2 separate regions of the Oryzias latipes genome follow, and region 2 is linked to region 1. The links are chromatin contacts, called in public Hi-C maps. All regions are on one chromosome and are shown on one strand. The core of a region is the stretch at or near the end of the contact, and the rest is flanking DNA. Distances in the headings are between cores, read along the strand shown.

Region 1 (3,267 bases), core at 321-2,820:
TTTTTTTTTTAGCAGTTTATATCAGAAGAGGAGATGAAAGTGTTGCGTGAGAAAGGTGCACAGCACGTTGCTGTTTCTCCTCCTCCTCATGCCCAATCCTCTCCACCTCCTTCTCTGCAGAAGGTCTCATTAGTACCAACGAGCTGCAGAGGTAGCACACGGCTGCCTTTGTGGCCAATCCAAACATCAGATCCTCTCCATCCAAGCCCCCCACTTCAGAACCCCCGATCAAATCCCATCTTCAGGCTCTGCAGCTGCCCTGCTCTGCCAAAGCACTTAGCCATGTCATTCTATCTGGCTCTGTGGGCCTCCAAGGAAACAGGCTTGTTTTGTGCTTGGCAGCCTCTGATATGACTCCAGAAATGGAAATGAAGGCATGGATCTTCAGTAGGAGAGGCAGGTGTCCACGGAGATTCAGCCCAGGTGAAGGAAAGAAGAGGGGAGGGGCTGGCTAGAGTGGGTGACTCTGGCTGACGCTAGATCCTTAAGACCAAATGCTGAGCTTGTAACCCTCCCACCCATGCGCTTCCACAGATGCAAACATGCACACGTCTTCGCCATCACCCCTTCCACTTCATCCAGCTCCTCCACCCCAGCACTTAATTGTCCATGTAATGAGCTGCTGTGAATGGGATTACTTGTGTGGAGGTACTTGAGTGCCCTGTACAGCGGGGGCACCTCCTGCAGACCCTCATCTCTAGGGAATACATTTAGGATGATGTCTTCTACAAAGCGCAAGGGCAAAAACTTCAGCTCTGCTTGCCGCATCTGGTCTGGTTACATTAGGCCCTCAACAGCTTCCATCTCCTCTCCTACGCTCTCACCCCCTTTGGGTCTTTTGTTTTCTTAATCATTCATTACATAGAGGTGGCCTTCGCTTGGAAACCTGTGGAGGCAGATGAGGCTTGGAGCTGACCCGTGAAGCACCATCGCATCCCCAAGATGTCTTTGTGATTTGGACACCTGTTATTTTTCTATCCTAGTTATAAATCAGTGAGAAACAAAGAACCTGCACATTTTTGGTTCCCACTGAATGCTAGTGGGCTTTTGAATGATATTCGTTGAGATGCTATGTAGTCAACCAGCTGGAACTAATACAAAAAAAAAAAAATCCTTGTTTTTGAGAAAAGTGTTGCTGCATAAAATCCTGAAACAGGAAGTATTTTTTTGTTTTGTTTTCCGCCAAGGTTATTAAGTGAGATGTATGAGCCAGAGACAAACTGTACTGTGCTGTTAATTTAAATTAAAAGCGTAAAGAAACTCTTTCTGTGGTGCCTGGAGCTGCTTCTCTTCTCACGCTGTTTCTGGTAAAATATTAGCCCCCGTAGCCCACTGCAGTGCTGCTGACAAATAGGGGCCTGTTGTCCCCCTTCTCTCACAGGGGTGAGGGTTAATGATCCCAGTTTCGGGGGTTAAAGCTCGCCGGTAGTCCTTTCTCCTTCACCCCAACAGATGTTGCTAGGACTTTAATGTGGTTATCAAATCGGAGTGCCCTCTAAGCCCCAGGAGCTCATTGTGTGTTGCTGCATTCCTGGCCCTCGCCGTGGTGACAGGGGATCCTGGGAGCCAGGCTGGGCTCCCGCGGAGCCTTCCAGCAGCCCCTTCAGAGCCGACAGCTCCGACAGCCCCTGTCCCCTCACTGCCATCACCTCCACCTCTATGTTCCGGCCCCTGATCCTGTCCCCTTCTGTGTCAAGAAGTCATCCTCCATCTCCTCTCTATCCCATGCTCCCTTCAGCCACCCTTCCCTCACAAATAAAAACCCTCTCTGGCCTTTGCATTCTTGCTCACCCATTCATTCGTCTCAGATGCTCATGTGCCCACCCTGGTGACAAACAAGGAATGGCACAGCAACGATTAAATGGTGTTTAATATGCTTGTAGAGCTGGAGAGTGACATATTACACTGTCTAACCCCTACCACCATGTGTTCACAGTTTTTTTTTTTGAGATTGTTTTAACTTTAAATTCCAAAGATTCATGATGAGTTTTCATTAATTTGTATCTGATAAAATATTAAGCTTCAATATTGAGCCTTTAGAACAGTTTTCTGAGCACTGAGTTTGAAGGAGAGAAGTGTTTTGAATGCTCGAGCTGTAAAATAAATTTTAAATTATCCTTTTCACATGCATTCTTCCCTTTTTTATAAAAGCCTATCTTACACTGAATACTTTTTCAAAAAGCATCCAACAGCAGGCCGGGATAAAGCCAGCCCCTGGTGTAGGTCTGTGTGTGTTCTGAGAGTTTGGGGTGTCACACCCCTCCTAGCCCCTAAAATACGTAGAAAACCATGCAGTCATCATCTGTTCATCTATCCATATAGCTTTGGCTATATGGATAGATGAACAATAGAATTCTACATTTACCGGGCTTGGGACAGGCACAATCAAGTTAGTTTGGTTTGAGCCCTGTTGAGGCTGCATTTAACTTTTTTTTCTTTTTATGTCTGTTCATCTATCCTTACATTTTTTGTGGTCTTTATTTATATTTTTTTGTAGATTGTTTTTATTTATTTTTTTATTTTTTCAGTCACAGCATTTATGCTGTACCCGTGCTTTTATCCGACCTTGTTCCATAGGCATTTTTACTTTAACAGCTGTTATGTTAATGTGTCAATTACTTTATAGAAGCGTCATTCGTTTTGTGGAACAATTAATTTTTAGGTCTCTAGTGCAGTGTTTCCCAACCCTGGTCCTCGTGGGTGGCCGTGGTGCAGCGGTAGGACAGTCGACCCATGATCGTAATATTGCAGATTCGATTCCTGCCTTGCACACCCATGTATGCAAGACACTGAACCCCACCTTGCCTCTGGTGGGAGGTTGGCGTGAGTGTTCTGCAGTGGAGGCACCACCAGTGTGTGAATGTATGTGTGACTGGGTGAATGGGTCTCTGACTGTAAAGCGCTTCGGGCCTTATAGGTAGAAAAGTGCTATTTAAGTATACGCCATTTACCATAACCATTGGGGAACACTGTCCTGCATGTTTCCCATGTTGCTGTGCATATGCACACCTGATTCAGCTCATCATCAGACTCTGCAGAAGCCTGACATCAAAGGAAGGTGTGTTTTAGGAGGGTAGGATTGAGAAAATGCAGGGCAGTGTTCCCTGAGGACCAGGGTTGGGAAACACTGCTCTAGTGGAAGCAGTTCATGCTAGGGCACTGGGGTCAGCCTGCTCTCTTCTGTATATACAGTATCAATGGTGACAGCTGTGAGATTGTTGGTACACAGATGCAGGGCTGCTTGATGATAATTGCCTCGCAGCTGCA
Region 2 (3,267 bases), core at 266-2,765, 68 kb before region 1:
AAACGCGTTTTCATTTACAATAAAATTGCTGCCACACAGAACACCAGTGAAATGATTATGATGTAAATAAAGTAAAAATCAGAAATGCAAATAGAAACAATGCAGACCTGGATTGTTTCATACAAACAGTCAGATGAGCAGAAATCTTTAATCTGATGTTTTCTCTTTGCCTGGCTGCTCCCTGTAGGGTTACTACAGCTGATTACCTGACTCCATCTAAACCTATCTTCTGCATCCTTTCATCCACAAAACCACCGTCATGTCCTCTTTGATCGTCAATCCTCTCCTTTCCAGAGGAAACCTCTTCTGCTGCTCCCTGCTCTCTCTACAGATCACAACATCATCTGCAAACATCACGGTCTATAGAGATTTCTATAACCTCATCTGTCAGTCTATCCATCACCATAGAATCAAGAAGAAATTCAAAACTGATCCTTGGTGCAGTCCCACCTCCACATTGAACTCCTCTGTTACACCTACAGCACATCTCACCTTTGTCTTCCAGCTCTCATACATGTCACAAACAGCTCCAACATACTTCTCTGCCATTCCTGACTTACTCAAGCCAACCAGAGTTCTTCTTGTATCCTGTCAAAGACTATCTAAAACCATGAAGACACAAAGCAGCGTCTTCAGACATTCTTTGTTCTTGACCAGAAATATCTTCAGAGCAAATATTTATCTGTAGTTATCCTTCTTTGGCATAAACATGTTCACAAATGCTCACTTCTGATCTCAGCCTACAGCTTCTTCCCATCTTTCTATTAACTTTGCTGTGTGACTCTTCAGTTTTTCTCCTCTGTAGTTTCCACAACATCTCTCTTGTTCTCTTCCATCTCCTCATTGGAGATATTCTAAATCTCCAAGATCTTGTTAAGCAAACCATTTAGAAACTCCACAGCCAGCTTTCCTCTCTTTTGTGAAAAAATGTGTCCCCCCCACAGCCATTTCCACCACCGTCAGTCCCTCTGTCCTTAACACCAATTCTCTATCACTTGTTCACCATCTCTATTTCCCTCAGGAATATTGATGTCTGTTAAAGTCGACTCAAATCACCACTCACTCGTCAGCAAAACAGCAAGTTAACAGCACACACTAAAAAAATTCATAGTAAAAAATAACTCAAGTTGACTTATATTTGAGCCACCTCAAGGTTATGGAACTAACTTTTTGCTGGATTATTTTAACTCAGAAAAGGAAAAAAAATCGTGAAAAAACTACAAATTGGGTTAAAAAAAATCTACCGGTACTGTAACAACAACAACAAAGCCTTTTGCTCCAATAAGTAGCCAAAAACCATATCCCAACATAAATAAACCGAGAATTGTGTTAAAGTGTTTTATGAGTGCAAACAACAGCAGACGCGCAGCCGTGTGCGTGAGCTGCCATGCTGTTAATCTGTTTTATGGCTAGTGCTGCGTAAAGACAGAGGCCTCACAAAAAGGGGCGTTACTTTTGACGCGCACTGCGAGTCACTTTTGGACTTGTATTGAGTCCAATTGGAGGGATCAAGGCGGGTCTTTTGGAGCACAACTTTTTTCTTTTTGACGTCCCTGACCTCTGTGTTGTGCATGTGATCCAGTAAAGCTGGCCGTGACGGGGAGGTGAGTTTGTGGGAGTAATTAAGGCGGCGGAATGTCTCCCCTTTCTCAGCCTCCCTCTTTCCCTGCTCTGCTGCGCACCGCGGGTTCGCTTCTGAAGGCGCAGAGAGGCGCTCCTGTTTGAGTCAACTCCACCTCCTTCAACCAAACTCTGACAAGGTTGACTTTAAAGCCAGACGTTTGAGCTCAAAGAGCAGCAAAAAGAACGTTCGAGTTAAAGAAGGAAGTTTTACGCGTCGTGTTAAAATAGTGAAACCACTTGTGGAAGAAGTAATCAGCACTCTGGAAGGTGAGTACTGCAGGGAACTGCTGTTCTGTTCTCATGACAAAAATACTTTAAAACTTAGGAATCAAATATTTGCTGAGACTAAAAATGAAATACAGTTACTTGCAAACAAGTAATAACTGTTTATCATCCAAGATGTATCTACATTTTAGGGACGCAAATGAAGCAGCAAATGCTTACATTAGTTGTGGGATGAAACAAAATGCTAAGGCAAATGTGTTTAATAATTGCATATCTGAAGTTTGGGTGAAAACTATTGGAGAAAACAAGGACAATGTTTTCAAACTGAAGTGAAGCAAGTCAAAAATATTTGCCACTTTAGAGAAGTTAGACACTTTTCTTTGTTATAGGGGGCCAAAAATAAGATCGATTTTCCTTCTAAAATTTCAGCTGTGGTGTTAATGAAGATACTATAGATATTTAATTGTGTCATACATAGAATCAGCAAAATGAAAAAGAGAAAAAATACTCTTTTATTGTCATTGTGACATGTTACACGCACAACAAAAATCCAGAAAGTGTAATTTAGTTACATACTCAGAAAAGGAAACAACGCAATGTATAAATATGAAGAAAAACTGTGAAATTTAATTATAAAAACTATTCCACCCTCATACTAGTCCACTTTTGCATTTCTGTTGCCAAATAAAATATACATTTAGTGATATTATTGAGTTAAAAAACATTTCATTTGTAAATTATTCGTTAGGCTATATAATGTAACATTTTTGTGAACACAAAGAAACACGTGACAAAAGCAGATGGTTTTAAAGTATTCAAGACTTACACTTTGTTTGGAAATACCAATTCTGATGAGCTTTAGAAGAAATCTGTTTATTATTAATTAAACTAATTGCCAGGTTTCAGGTTGCATCAGTGCTCCTGACATGAGTAAGTAATAACATTTCGAAGGCCCCACTAATTTAGAAAGACTTATATTGTTTTTAGTTCAACAGATGCTGCCTATCGGGCATGTGTGAGCAGGATATTATCAAACTCAAAAAACTACAGTGGTGTTTTGAATGTTAATCCTCCATCAGAAAAGTAAAAACGTCCAATAAAAGAGCATGCACTAAATTTTCACGATTGATGTTTTACCCCAAATGACAGATAAATCAAATAATTGAATAACCTTGTTTGATGTATTTTTTACCGGCGTAAACAGATTAGTTTGGCACAGGCTTTCATATCTTATTTGCCCTTGTAGGTTTCATGCTTTTCCGGCTGCAATAACCCCAGTGGCATGGATGCAATCAACACCAATGTCAGCGCTCTCAACTCGTCAGGAAAGCAATTGGAAACCTTAAACTACAGCTGCCGCTTTGATGAGGAGTTCAAGTACATCTTGCTTCCTGTGTCCTACAGCCTGGTGTTCGTGGT

Evidence for each region. Hi-C and Micro-C count contacts between places; a contact is called where the count stands out from the background.
Region 2: a Hi-C map of gastrula embryo shows a contact between it and region 1, with 2.2 times the contacts expected there. The contact joins the promoter of p2ry4 here to the enhancer-like site in region 1. A contact is called at or near these places in 5 of 5 Hi-C or Micro-C datasets (embryo, fibroblasts and gastrula embryo).

The regions. Positions count from the first base shown.
Region 1 is chr10:11,127,939-11,131,205 of ASM223467v1, reverse strand. No RefSeq gene overlaps it. Among protein-coding and RNA genes, the nearest start is that of LOC111947979, 17 kb to the left of the region's middle. Within about 2 kb of position 1,570, at least 1 of the 8 cell types and tissues checked has an H3K27ac peak or open chromatin away from gene starts, as enhancers often do. A contact at or near this core is called in gastrula embryo, where this site is marked.
Region 2 is chr10:11,195,986-11,199,252 of ASM223467v1, reverse strand. It overlaps p2ry4 (P2Y purinoceptor 4), which reads left to right and starts at 1,515. Exons shown (of 2, transcript XM_004073199.4): 1 at 1,515-1,890; 2 at 3,095-3,267. The coding sequence starts at 3,131.